Regions from separate parts of the Rattus norvegicus genome. Here region 2 is linked to region 1. Evidence: chromatin contacts called from public Hi-C data. All regions are on one chromosome and are shown on one strand. Each heading gives the region's core, a stretch centred on a gene start, on an enhancer-like site or on the middle of the called end of the contact. The rest is flanking DNA. Distances are from core to core; before and after follow the strand shown.

Region 1 (6,045 bases), core at 3,466-5,965:
CACATCTGGAGGCAGCCAGGGCTCTGGTATCCTCTCTTTCAAAACTGTTGGTTTCCTCTCCGAGCCTCTGAGTCACTCCAGGGTGGAGATTTAGATCCTGGCCACCAAAACCGTGGCTTTGAATGCAGCCAAAACAAATGGTTAGGCCGGTCCCTTCGGGAAGTGTCATTCCAGCCATGGTCCACAAAGACGCTTTTGACTGCAGGCTGGGAGTCACTCAGCTTAGAGGGACAGGGCTTCTGAGATGGTCACCCTGCAGGCAGAGAGAAAGCTCTGATTGGCTGCAGGCGGGTTCTAGAGGCTCTTTCAAGCTCAAATGCCTAGATAAGCAGGTGGCAGTCAACACTGGATGAAAATATTCAAGGCACGGACATTTCAAGTCTTTGGTTCCAAAGCACCATCTCACCAAGGCATGGCAGTGTTCACCTGCCCGTCCCAACACAGGGCAGGCTAAGACTTTGGCTGGAGAGCTTGGGACCCCCTGACTACACAGAAAGGTGGTGATGCCCAAATCAAATAACAATACGTGTGGGCTGCTTGTGCATCTGCGTCTCAGCCTGCTGTGACTAGAGATTCTAGGGTGCAGGTGCTGTGACCTCCCTTGCTCTGGGGTGGCTTTCCTGCAGGCCTGCCCTGCCAGGGAACTTGAATTCTCTCGACATGTCGATGTTTGTGGAACAGTCCAGGCTCCTTGTCTCAGGAGAGAGTGTTAAAGATGGAGACATATCTTCTTCAACCTTGAGGGGAGGACAAGAGAAAGTTGGTGGGAAGAGTCCAACGGGATCTGAGACAAAGTTGAGGGGCAGACAGGAGATTGAAGGTATGGTGGCACATGTGGGTCCTGCTTTTTGTGACTTTGTGGCCCCGGTAAGGAGTTAGCGCTGTCAGGTCTTAGTGGTATTGAAGCACCTTGTTATGCACAGAGACCTGGTAGTCTCCTGGGAAGGGGGAGGAGGAGAAGGGTAAGGGGGAGGGGGAAAAGGGAAAGAGTAAGGGGAGGGGGATGAGGGGAGAGGAAGGGGGAGGGGAAGGGGGAGGGGAGGTGGCCCAACTGCAGAGTCAGAAGAGATTTCAGCCATTGACTTCCTCGTTTAACTCAACTTCCTCCCATCTATTTCTGCTTCGTCCATTTTCTGGAGCAACATGGCCAGGTTCTTTATAGTGAGTGTGTGGCAGGTAGGCAGGCTGAGTTCAGTCTCCCTCAGCTTTCTGCACCTCTGACTTGAGGCTGTTTGCCAAGAGCATTTGGACAGTGCCGTGAGACCCTGGGTTTGAGCCATCATGTGAGGACAGAACCTGAGCTGTAGGGCTTTGAGGATAGAGAAAAGAATCACAGTCAATGTCTGTCCTCAAAGCACCTGGGGCGGCGGGGACATAACCTTGAATGTACAGCTTGCTGTGTGAGGAAGGGGGTGTCCTTCATCATGTGATCATGTGATGATCATGTGATCATGTGAGCATGTGTGTCCTTCCTACTAGATACATGTGAAGATGGAGGCTGAGAGAAATAAAGGGGCAGACCTGTCACTCTTCGGAGTGTGTCCCGTGTGCCTTGCTCACGTGTGTTTTCCAAATTTGAGGTGCTGGGCTCTGGGTGACCGGAGCCTGCCCTGAACAGGAAGGGGACTTGCTGAGTAAGCTTTGGAAACACAGGTGCTCAGCAGTGAGTGACAACAGTGAGCGTGAGTGGGACTGAACACGAAGGGCTGAGGCCACAGGGTGAGTCCCAGGCAGAGCTGGGACCCGAGTCCCTCGCTCAGCTCTGCCACTGTGGCTTCCAGGCATCGAGTTCCCTAGAGATGCCATGGGGAGGCTGCACACCAGCCTCTGTGCTTAGCAACAAGACCCTAGATCCTCAGGGTTCCCCACTCTTCTCCAGAGCTGAGCCTGCCTCCCTTTCCTTCCTAGGCCAGTCCAAGACTTTGTGGGAACAGCTGGCTTTGACATAGGCATTTGGAAATTTGGAAGAGATCAGGAAAGCTCCCTCTCCTCCCCTTGGCAAGTCGGCCATCTCCACGTTCCTGGGAGAAGAGCAGCCCGCCTTTCTGTGTTGTTGCTCCCTCTCTCCCACAGGCTGAGTGGACCTTCTCCATTGTAGCTCCTTCTTGCTCCTAGACGCCTACCCCATCTTTCTTTGCCATCTCGAAAGAATGTTCCCAGCCAGGGGAACAGTGGGCAAGAACAGTTCTGTCTCAGCATCAGCTAAGCTCAGAGTGAGCCAGAGAAGGGACTGGACTTCAGGCACAGTGCCTGCAGCTTGGTAGTACAGGCAGACCTCAGCCCACACCCTAAGGAGACTTCGGCCCCCACCCTGGGTTGCCATTGGTGGGTCCATTCTCTCTGCTTGTGTTAGACTCTCTCCCCCCTCTGCTATATTCCTGCAACCTTACCGGTACCACCTCAAGGAAGGGTATCAATCCCAGGGGCACCCACCCTGGGAGACAGACAAGTACTCTAAAGACAGAGAGCTTGGGCCTTCCAGTTAGAGCTGAAGGGAACCCTGACTTCTTCCCTTCTTGGAGTTGGAGCCACCTGGGAGCTGAGAACAGCAGGTTCCACTCACTCATCAGAGGCCACCGGAGTTTGGCACAGAGCCCAGCACCCTCCTGAACTCCCATCCTGTTGCTTAGCGCCCACTGGGAGAAAAGATAGCTCCTAGGCAGGTTCTTATTGGTTCAGACTGGGCCATACCCTTCTCCTAGGAAAGCATGGCTCTTGCAGACCGGGCTTGCATCAGCTGGGGCCTCTACAGTTGGGCAGGCATCAGCCAAGCTGACCCTGGGGAAAAGGAGGAGTCCTTAGAAAGGATCCAGGTGGCAGTGGCAAGGAGATTGGTTCTGGTGAAGCTGGGATTAAACAGCCAGAGCCCATGAGGAAGAAGGATTGGCGTTGCCTCAGGGTTCCCAGGTCTCAGCTGGAGCCCTGGCTTCATGTTGACTCTGGGTCCCTGGGAAGACACAGCATGCTGAGGAAGGCAAGCAGGAAGCAAGCAGAGTGAGGAAGACAGGAGGTCCAGGCTTAGCCTTTGAAGACACACCTTCTTGGCCGACTTCCTCCATCCAGGCCCGACTCCCAGATCTTCCAGGTCTTTCCAAATCAGTGCCATTATGTGGGAACAGGTGTTCAGCAAGTGGAACCATGTGGGACAGTTTCTTCCTGAGCCAAGGTTCACGCTTTACCTTCATGAAGCTCCCTTTTATAAAAAGACAAATAAAATGAATGTTATGTTTGACTGACCAAACAGATCGTGTGTGTGTGTGTGTGTGTGTGTGCGTGTGTGTGTGTGTGTTATATGCATGCATGTATGTGAATGTGTACGTGCATGAGTGTGTATGTGTGTCTATGTGTGTGTGCATGCATGTATATGTGCATATGTATATGTATATGTGTCTATATATGTATTTGTGTCAATGTGTGTGAAGTATATATCCATGCGTGTATGTGAGTATATATATATGTGCATGTGTGTATGTGTGTCTAATGTGTATGTGCATGTACATGTGCATATATATATGTATGTGTGTTTATGTGTATTAGTGTGTGTGCACACATGTGTGCCTGTGTGGTATATATGCATGTGTGTAAGTGTATGTATACGTACACATGCGCCTATGTGTGTCTATGTGTGTACATGTATATGAGCATGTGTGTATGTGTGTCAATGTGTATGTGCACATGTTTGTGATATATAAGCATGTGTGTGACTTTATGTATATATGCATGTATGTATGTCTGTGTATGTGCATGTATATGTGCATGTGTCTATGTGTGTCTACATGTATATGTGCATGTGTGTCTATGTGTGTGTGCGTGCATATATGCATGTGTGTATGTATGTCAATATATGTGCACGTGTGTGATATATGTATGTGTGTAAGTTTACGTATATATGCACGTGTGTATGTCTGTGTGTGTGCATGTACATGTGCATGTGTGTATGTATGTCTATATGTCTATGTGTGTACATATGTACATGTGCATATGTGTGGTTATGTGTTTATATGCTCAAGAGTGTGGTGGCCTGATGACAACTTCGGTGTCATTTCTCAGCTGTTGTCTATCACTATTTTCATACAGTGTCTCTCTGAACCTTGTTGCTTTGGTGAGGCTGACTGCCCAGCAAGTTCCAGGGACCCACGGGTCCCCACCTTCCCCGTGTTGGCATCACAAGTGCACATTGTGACTGCTGGCTTTGTACATGAACTCTGGGAGTGGATCAGAGCTGGGCTCTGGTGTTTTCACGGCAAACTCTTTCCCTGCCATGTCATTTTCCTGCCCAAGTGTTAGATGGTCTTTGGGGTACCTCATGATTGGCCCTAGAAGCAGGGGGATTCAGAACAGAGCTCAACGTGCCTAGTGGGCCTTCAACAGACATTTTATTTCCCTTTGCACTGGGGATGGAACTCGTGAACTCTGTGCATAAGGCACACGTTCTTCCACAGAGCCCCACTCACAGCTCAGTCAACATATTTACACATGAAGCCGGAGCTCAGGAAACTGCTGTCTGTGGTCTGGCCACGGTCTGCCAATAGTGCTTTATTGTAACATAGCCACATACAGTCTAGACAGAGAATCTTCCCTAAGGGACCTTCTTGGTCCATGGCAGCTTCCGTCATCCTGAAGCTTCAATAGTCACGGAAGACTCTATGGCCCCACAGCCAACGCCAAGCTCAGCTCTTGGCAGAAAAAGTTTATTGATCTCCATGGGAAAGAGAACACAGTGTAGAGTCCAGCTGCGACCTGTCCACCCTGTGCTTTAGGAAGGTAAGCTCCGCCCCTAGGGGCTGAAAGGCGGAACTGTGCTATCTTAGTTATTTTTCTGTGGCTGTAATGTAATATCATGACCAAGGCAACCAGAGGAGGAAAGGTCTATCCTAGGTTATGATTCCTCCAGGAGGGAGTCCATAACACCAGGGACAGCATGATCTCATATGTCAGGCATAGCAATGGGAACAGGAGGCAGAGAGCTCACAGTCTGAACCTCAGACAGGAAGCATAGAGAACAAACTGGATGTCGGTGAGGGTTTTATCTTCGAAGATCTCCTCACTGAAGGACATACCATCAAAACCTTCCCCAAACAGAACTGATAACTGCGGACCACGTGTGGGAATGCCTCTGACTACGGAGAGCATCTCATTAAAAACAACAAGACATCTTGTATCCCCTCCCCTAGGTTGGCTGGGTGTCTCAGAAATCCAGCTGAGAGAAACATGGCGGTGGGGGGGCGTTATTTCAAGCCCTGTTGGAGCAGAGGGGTCAGGGTAGGAGGGTCACCTAAGTTCAGTCCCTCGGGGGTGGAAGCAATGTAAACAGCGTGACTCTGTGGAGGCACCCACACCCAGATCTGCCTGTTCCCAGGGTGACAGAACTCTGTGACATTCACACTCGGCACCATGTGTGATGGCACCAGCAACAAGCCAGGAAAAGCCAGGGACCCAGGTGAGCTCTCAGCCCCTGTAGGATGATGTCATACGGGTGAAGGCATGTACAAGATAGAACAACGCTTGTCATTGGACAAGAAGGAAGGATGGGTGAGAGAAAAGTTTTAGAGAGGAGGAGACTGGAGGAGGCAGAAGAAGCAGAGGAGAGAACATGGAGGCCGATGTTAAGATTCCTCTCTGCACATTTACAGGTTGTTATGAATGTTCTTAAGGGATGGATGTGTACAGGGCTTTGTATGTCTAGGTGGGCAATTATATCTTATTAATTGGATCAGGGGTTATTGTGTTGTGTGTTCTTTCTTGTGGCGATTTAAGTTCAAGAGAGTATGTGGTAGCTGGAGACACTGGGCCACCACGGAATTGGGAAATATTTCTGGCATGGCGGCAACCTGCCTTGGGAACTAGATGGGTAGAGAGATTGTTGCCAGGCTCAGAGAGAAGCCATCGGCAGTGTGATATGGGACGGAGCAGAGCGGGTGAGACGCTTTGCTGACTGAGATGAAGACTTCTAACAGATACCTTGGGGCACTGCAGTGCCGGACCTAGTGTGGGATAGAAGACAGCATTTCTTTTATATAATTTTAAAGCAACAAGCCCCCACTT
Region 2 (5,521 bases), core at 253-2,752, 390 kb before region 1:
CCTAAATCCAGCCCATTTTCCAACGTTACTTTGCTCAGAAGCTCCGGGGAGTAATGAATCGGGCCGCGAATGACACGGTAACTTTTAACTCATGCCCACGACAGTAGAGTGCTTAATCTGAGGTTTTTAAATAAAAAGGGCTCCGGGTTGGTTTTATTATAACGTTTATTTCATTTCAGATTTCATGCGTAATTTAGCAAACGCTAGACAGACTTGGGCGATAAACACTTTCTTTTGTGGGGGGAAAAGGCATTTTTATACACCATGCTTAATTTTATTTAGATTTAATAGCGATAGCGGGGCACTTCAGCGAAAGTTTTTTTTTTTTTTCCTTTTCCTCTCTTCTTTTAAGAATCCTGGCCTGCCAGCAAAATTGTCTCGCTTTATTTCGTGGCAAGGAAAATTAAAGGCCTTTCCGCCCCTCCTCCCCTACTTACACTTTCAGAGGAAAACTCGCACACTTATGCTGGCGCTTGGGTGCGCGCGCGTCCACAGAATAAACACCTCCACCTCCTATCACCTCCAACTTCTAACTTTTAATTGCAAGATAGATTTCAGCCTCTACTCCGTGAGTAGAAAGATCTAAACGTTTTAAGTAAGATTATTGGGATAAATATTCCATATGAAATAGGGCAGGTATTAAATCACTCTTATTGATTTTAGTATCACAATCCAATTCCGTTCTTTGACCTCTTTAGTTTAATAGATCTTTTAAGGAGGCCAACTTCGCGCCCTTCAGGGCCTGGGCCTGCGCGCTTGTGGCCACAGCAAGGTGTCGCCCCCCCCCCCCCCCGTCCCCACCCCTGTGCGCCTTTGCGCGTCGTTCTCCTCGGGGTTTCGCATTGTCTCGCCTCGCCGCTCACGCGCCGGGCTCACCCGAAGTGTCCCCACAAAGCGGCCGAGGGTGCGTGGCTTCTTCCAGGTGGAGCCGGCGGCAGAGAACCGGAAGCCGCGAACGGTGAGAGTCTCGGGAAGGAGCGAGCCAGACTCTGGTCCCAGAGACAACCTTCGTGTTTCCTCTCGGCGATCACCTCGTGAACTTGCCAGGGCCGCTCCCTGGGGCGCCGCCCCGGGCTGCAGCACAGGCGACACTTAGCGACTTTCCCTGGTGCGTCCCGGGGCTCTGCCAGGCTACTCCATTGTCTGTGCGCCCCGCACAGCTCACCGCCCACCTCCCCGCCCCCTGCCCACCGGGCAGGTCGTGCTAGCTCCGGTTGGGGGTGGGGAGTTGGGAACAGCGTGAATGGGAAGGGGACGGACAAAGCCTGGCTCCCGCCGTCGTCCATGGCTCGCGCCCTCCCCAGCCCGGGGCACCCGGGGCGCACCCCCAACGCCGTAGCGCGGGACCCGGAGTAGCGCGGGTCCGTGGCCCGGCCTGCGCAGCCAGGACCCGGGACCACCTTAAGAGCGAGCCCCGCCCCCGGGCCCGCTCGGGAGGCGCTGATTGGTGCAGAGGTAATGGCTGGAATGGATTGCTGAAACGCAAAACTTGTTGCTGCTTCTCCCGGCGCCGGCAAGAGGCAGACGCGGAGCGGGAGCCCGGACCTCGCAGCGCCTCGCCCGCCCCGCGCGCCCTGCTTGCCCGCGCGGCCCCTTCCCGGCTCCGAGGGGACCCGTGGAGCGCGGAGGCGGGAACCACAGCTTAGGAGCCGCCGGCCCCACGCCTCCCCTCCCGCGCGCGCCCCGAGACTCCCGCGAACTCGCGCAGCGACCGGCGGTCGAGCCCGAGCCGCGGAGCCGCGCGTCTCCCGCAGCCTGCGTTCCCGCTCCAGCGCCCGCATCTCCTGCTGCGGGGCCATCACCGGCGATGAGGAGCGGAGCAGCCCGTCTTCCGAGCCGCTGAAGCTTTCGCCGCCGATCGCCCTCGGCCGACCGGAGGTGCGGGAGCCGGCGCGGCCCGGGCGCGGAGACTCGGGGCAGGGGAAGGACCAAGGGGCTCCCCTACGGCCCCAACCACCGCACCGCGGACTCCAGAAGGTGATCATTCCGCTCTCCCGCCCCCTTCCCTCCCCCCTACCTAACTTTTTGTCTCAGCTCCTCGGCCTCCAGGTCACCTCTCCGCATACCCAGCCGCGGCCGTGCCATCCGCCCGGGGCATGGGCCCCCCGACAAGGCTCCAGGAGGCGCCGCGGCCTCGCAAGACGTGAGAGGCCCGCTTGGGTCGACTCTGAGGTTCCGGAGAGCAGCGGAGAGAGCTCCTAGCCAGCGCCCGCGCGCTCGGCCGGGCGGCAGTGAGCGCTGCGCCCCGCGGTGCAGAACCCGGAGCTCCGGAGCCGCGGCTGAGGCGAGTAGCTGGCCGGAGGCGCGCGGCGGAGCAGGCTGTCATGCCCTATTGATCCCCCCGCCCCCCCGCCAAGTATGTTTGGGCTGGACCAATTCGAGCCCCAGATCAACAGCCGGCACGCTGGTCAGGGCGAGGGGAACTTTAACGAAGCCGGACTGAGTATGAACGCTCACTTTAAGGCCCCTGCTTTCCACGCCGGGCCTCCTCCTGGCCCCGTGGACCCTGCAATAAGCGCTCTGGGCGAACCCCCGATCTTGGGTTTGAATATGGAGCCATACGGCTTCCATGCGCGCGGTCACTCCGAGCTGCACGCAGGGGGGTTGCAGGCACAGCCTGTGCACGGCTTCTTCGGTGGTCAGCAGCCTCACCACAGCCATCCTGGAGGCCATCACCCGCACCAGCATCACCCACACTTTGGGGGCAACTTCGGTGGTCCGGACCCAGGTGCCTCATGTCTGCACGGGGGCCGGCTGCTTGGCTATGGAGGTGCAGCGAGCGGCCTCGGCAGCCAGCCTCCCTTCGCAGAGAGTTACGAGCACATGGCGGAGAGCCAGGGGCCGGAGGGCTTCGGCCCGCAGCGGCCAGGAAACCTCCCGGACTTCCACAGTTCGGGCACTTCGGGCCACGCTGTGCCTGCCCCGTGCCTGCCGCTGGACCAGAGCCCTAACCGGGCTGCCTCTTTCCATGGCCTGTCCGCCTCTAGCGGCTCGGATTCTCACAGCTTGGAACCCCGGAGGGTGACGAACCAAGGAGCCGTAGATTCGCTGGAATACAATTACCCGAGCGAGCCGCCCTCAGGACATTTTGACATGTTTTCACCCTCTGACTCTGAAGGGCAGCTGCCACATTATGCTGCGGGTCGCCAGGTTCCCGGGGGCGCTTTCCCGGGTGCTTCAGCCATGCCCAGAGCCTCAGGCATGGTGGGTTTGTCCAAAATGCACGGTCAGCCACCGCAGCCACCACCACCCCAGCAGCAACCGCAGCACGGAGTGTTCTTCGAGAGGTTTGGCGGGGCCCGGAAGATGCCTGTGGGTCTGGAGCCTGCAGTGGGCTCCAGGCACCCGCTAATGCAGCCTCCCCAGCAGGCCCCACCACCCCCGCAGCAGCAGCCCCAGCAGCAGCAGCCACCGCCACCACCTGGGCTTCTGGTCCGACAGAATTCTTGCCCTCCTGCGCTCCCGCGGCCCCAGCAGGGTGAGGCTGGCACACCCAGTGGCGGCCTGCAGGACGGGGGCCCCATGCTGCCCAGCCAACACGCGCAGTTTGAGTACCCTATCCATCGGCTAGAGAACCGGAGCATGCACCCATATTCTGAACCTGTTTTCAGCATGCAGCATCCCCCTCCTCAACAGGCACCCAACCAGAGGCTGCAGCATTTCGATGCGCCCCCCTACATGAACGTGGCCAAGAGGCCGCGTTTTGACTTTCCGGGCAGCACAGGCGTGGACCGCTGCGCCTCGTGGAATGGCAGCATGCACAACGGCACTCTGGACAACCAACTCTCTCCCTCCGCCTACCCAGGCCTCCCAGGCGAGTTCACGCCGCCTGTGCCGGACAGTTTTCCTTCAGGACCGCCCTTGCAGCACCCGGGGCCGGACCACCAGTCCCTGCAGCAGCAACAGCAACAGCAGCAGCAGCAGCAGCAGCAGCAACAGCAGCAGCAGCAGCAGCAACAACAACAGCAGCAGCAGCAGCAGCAACGCCAGAACGCGGCCCTCATGATTAAACAGATGGCGTCCCGGAACCAGCACCAACGGTTGCGACAGCCCAATCTGGCCCAGCTAGGCCACCCTGGGGACGTGGGCCAGGGCGGCCTTGTCCACGGAGGTTCCGTGAGCGGCTTGGCCCAGACGAACTTTGAGCGCGAAGGCGGCAGCACAGGTGCGGGGCGCCTGGGTGGCTTTGAGCAGCAGGCGCCCCACCTGGCGCAGGAGAGCGCGTGGTTCCCGGGTCCACACCCTCCGGGAGACCTGCTGCCCCGGAGGATGGGCAGCGCGGGGTTGCCGGCTGACTGCGGCCCGCACGACCCTGGTCTGGCGCCTCCCCCTGCTCCAGGTGGTTCAGGGGTGCTATTCCGAGGCTCTCTGCAGGAGCCTCTGAGGATGCCTGGGGAAGGCCACGTGCCCGCACTGGCCTCGCCTGGGCTGCAGTTTGGGAGCAGCTTGGCTGGCCTAGGCCAGTTGCAGTCGCCCGGGGCCGGTGTGGGACTGCCCAACGCTCCGTCGGAGCGACGGCCTCCGCCTCCGGACTTCCCCGCGCCAGCTCTCGGGGGCCAGCCTGGCTTTCCCTTTGGCTCAGGCAGCCGGCAGGCCACGCCGCACAGCGCTCCAGGCGTGAATTCGCCCCCGAGCGCGGGCGCGGGCAGCGGCAGTTCCGGTGCTGCTGGGGGCGCTTACCCACCACAGCCGGATTTCCAATCCAGCCAGCGCAACTCGGCCAGTAAACTGGGCGCGCTGTCCTTGGGGTCTTTCAACAAGCCCAGCTCTAAGGACAACCTGTTTGGCCAGAGCTGCCTGGCTGCGCTCTCCACTGCTTGCCAGAACATGATCGCCAGCCTGGGTGCTCCTAACCTCAACGTGACTTTCAACAAGAAGAACCCACCCGAGGGGAAGAGGAAACTGAGCCAGAATGAGCCCGACAGCGCGGTTGCAGCCGGTAACCCGGGCTCGGATTACTTCCCCGGAGGGACTACTCCTGGGGCCCCTGGACCCGGAGGCCCTTCCGGGACCAGTGGTGGTGGCTCCAAAGCCTCAGGACCGCCCAACCCTCCCATTCAGGGGGACAGCACCAGTCTTTCTCCCAATTACACCCTGGAATCAACATCGGGTAGCGATGGCAAGCCTGTCCCTGGGGGTAGTGGCCGGGGAAGGGGACGCAGAAAACGGGACAGTGGTCATGTGAGCCCCGGGACCTTTTTCGACAAATACTCCGCAGCTCCTGACAGTGGGGGCGCACCAGGGGTGAGCCCGGGGCAGCAGCAGGCTCCTGGTTCAGCCGCTGGGGGAAGCTCAGTAAACGAAGCCCGAGGGCCCACACCCCATGAGAAGGCCCTCACATCACCATCGTGGGGAAAGGGAGCCGAGTTGCTCCTTGGGGACCAGCCGGACCTCATGGCGTCCCTGGACAGCACCGCCAAATCAGATGGTAGTTCCCCACACGTGGGTGAGTTCGCCTCTGATGAGGTGAGCACAAGTTATGCGAATGAGGACGAAGTGTCCTCTAGTTCTGACAACACTA

Evidence for each region. Hi-C and Micro-C count contacts between places; a contact is called where the count stands out from the background.
Region 2: a contact with region 1 is called in a Hi-C map of hepatocytes, with 2.5 times the contacts expected there. The contact joins the promoter of Mn1 here to the enhancer-like site in region 1. A contact is called at or near these places in 2 of 12 Hi-C or Micro-C datasets (hepatocytes and kidney).

The regions. Positions count from the first base shown.
Region 1 is chr12:50,490,556-50,496,600 of GRCr8, reverse strand. No RefSeq gene overlaps it. Among named protein-coding and RNA genes, the nearest start is that of Mn1, 390 kb to the left of the region's middle. Within about 2 kb of position 4,715, at least 2 of the 93 cell types and tissues checked have an H3K27ac peak or open chromatin away from gene starts, as enhancers often do. A contact at or near this core is called in hepatocytes, where this site is marked.
Region 2 is chr12:50,876,776-50,882,296 of GRCr8, reverse strand. Mn1 (MN1 proto-oncogene, transcriptional regulator) reads left to right here and starts at 1,502. Exons shown (of 2, transcript NM_001191928.2): 1 at 1,502-5,521. The coding sequence starts at 2,359.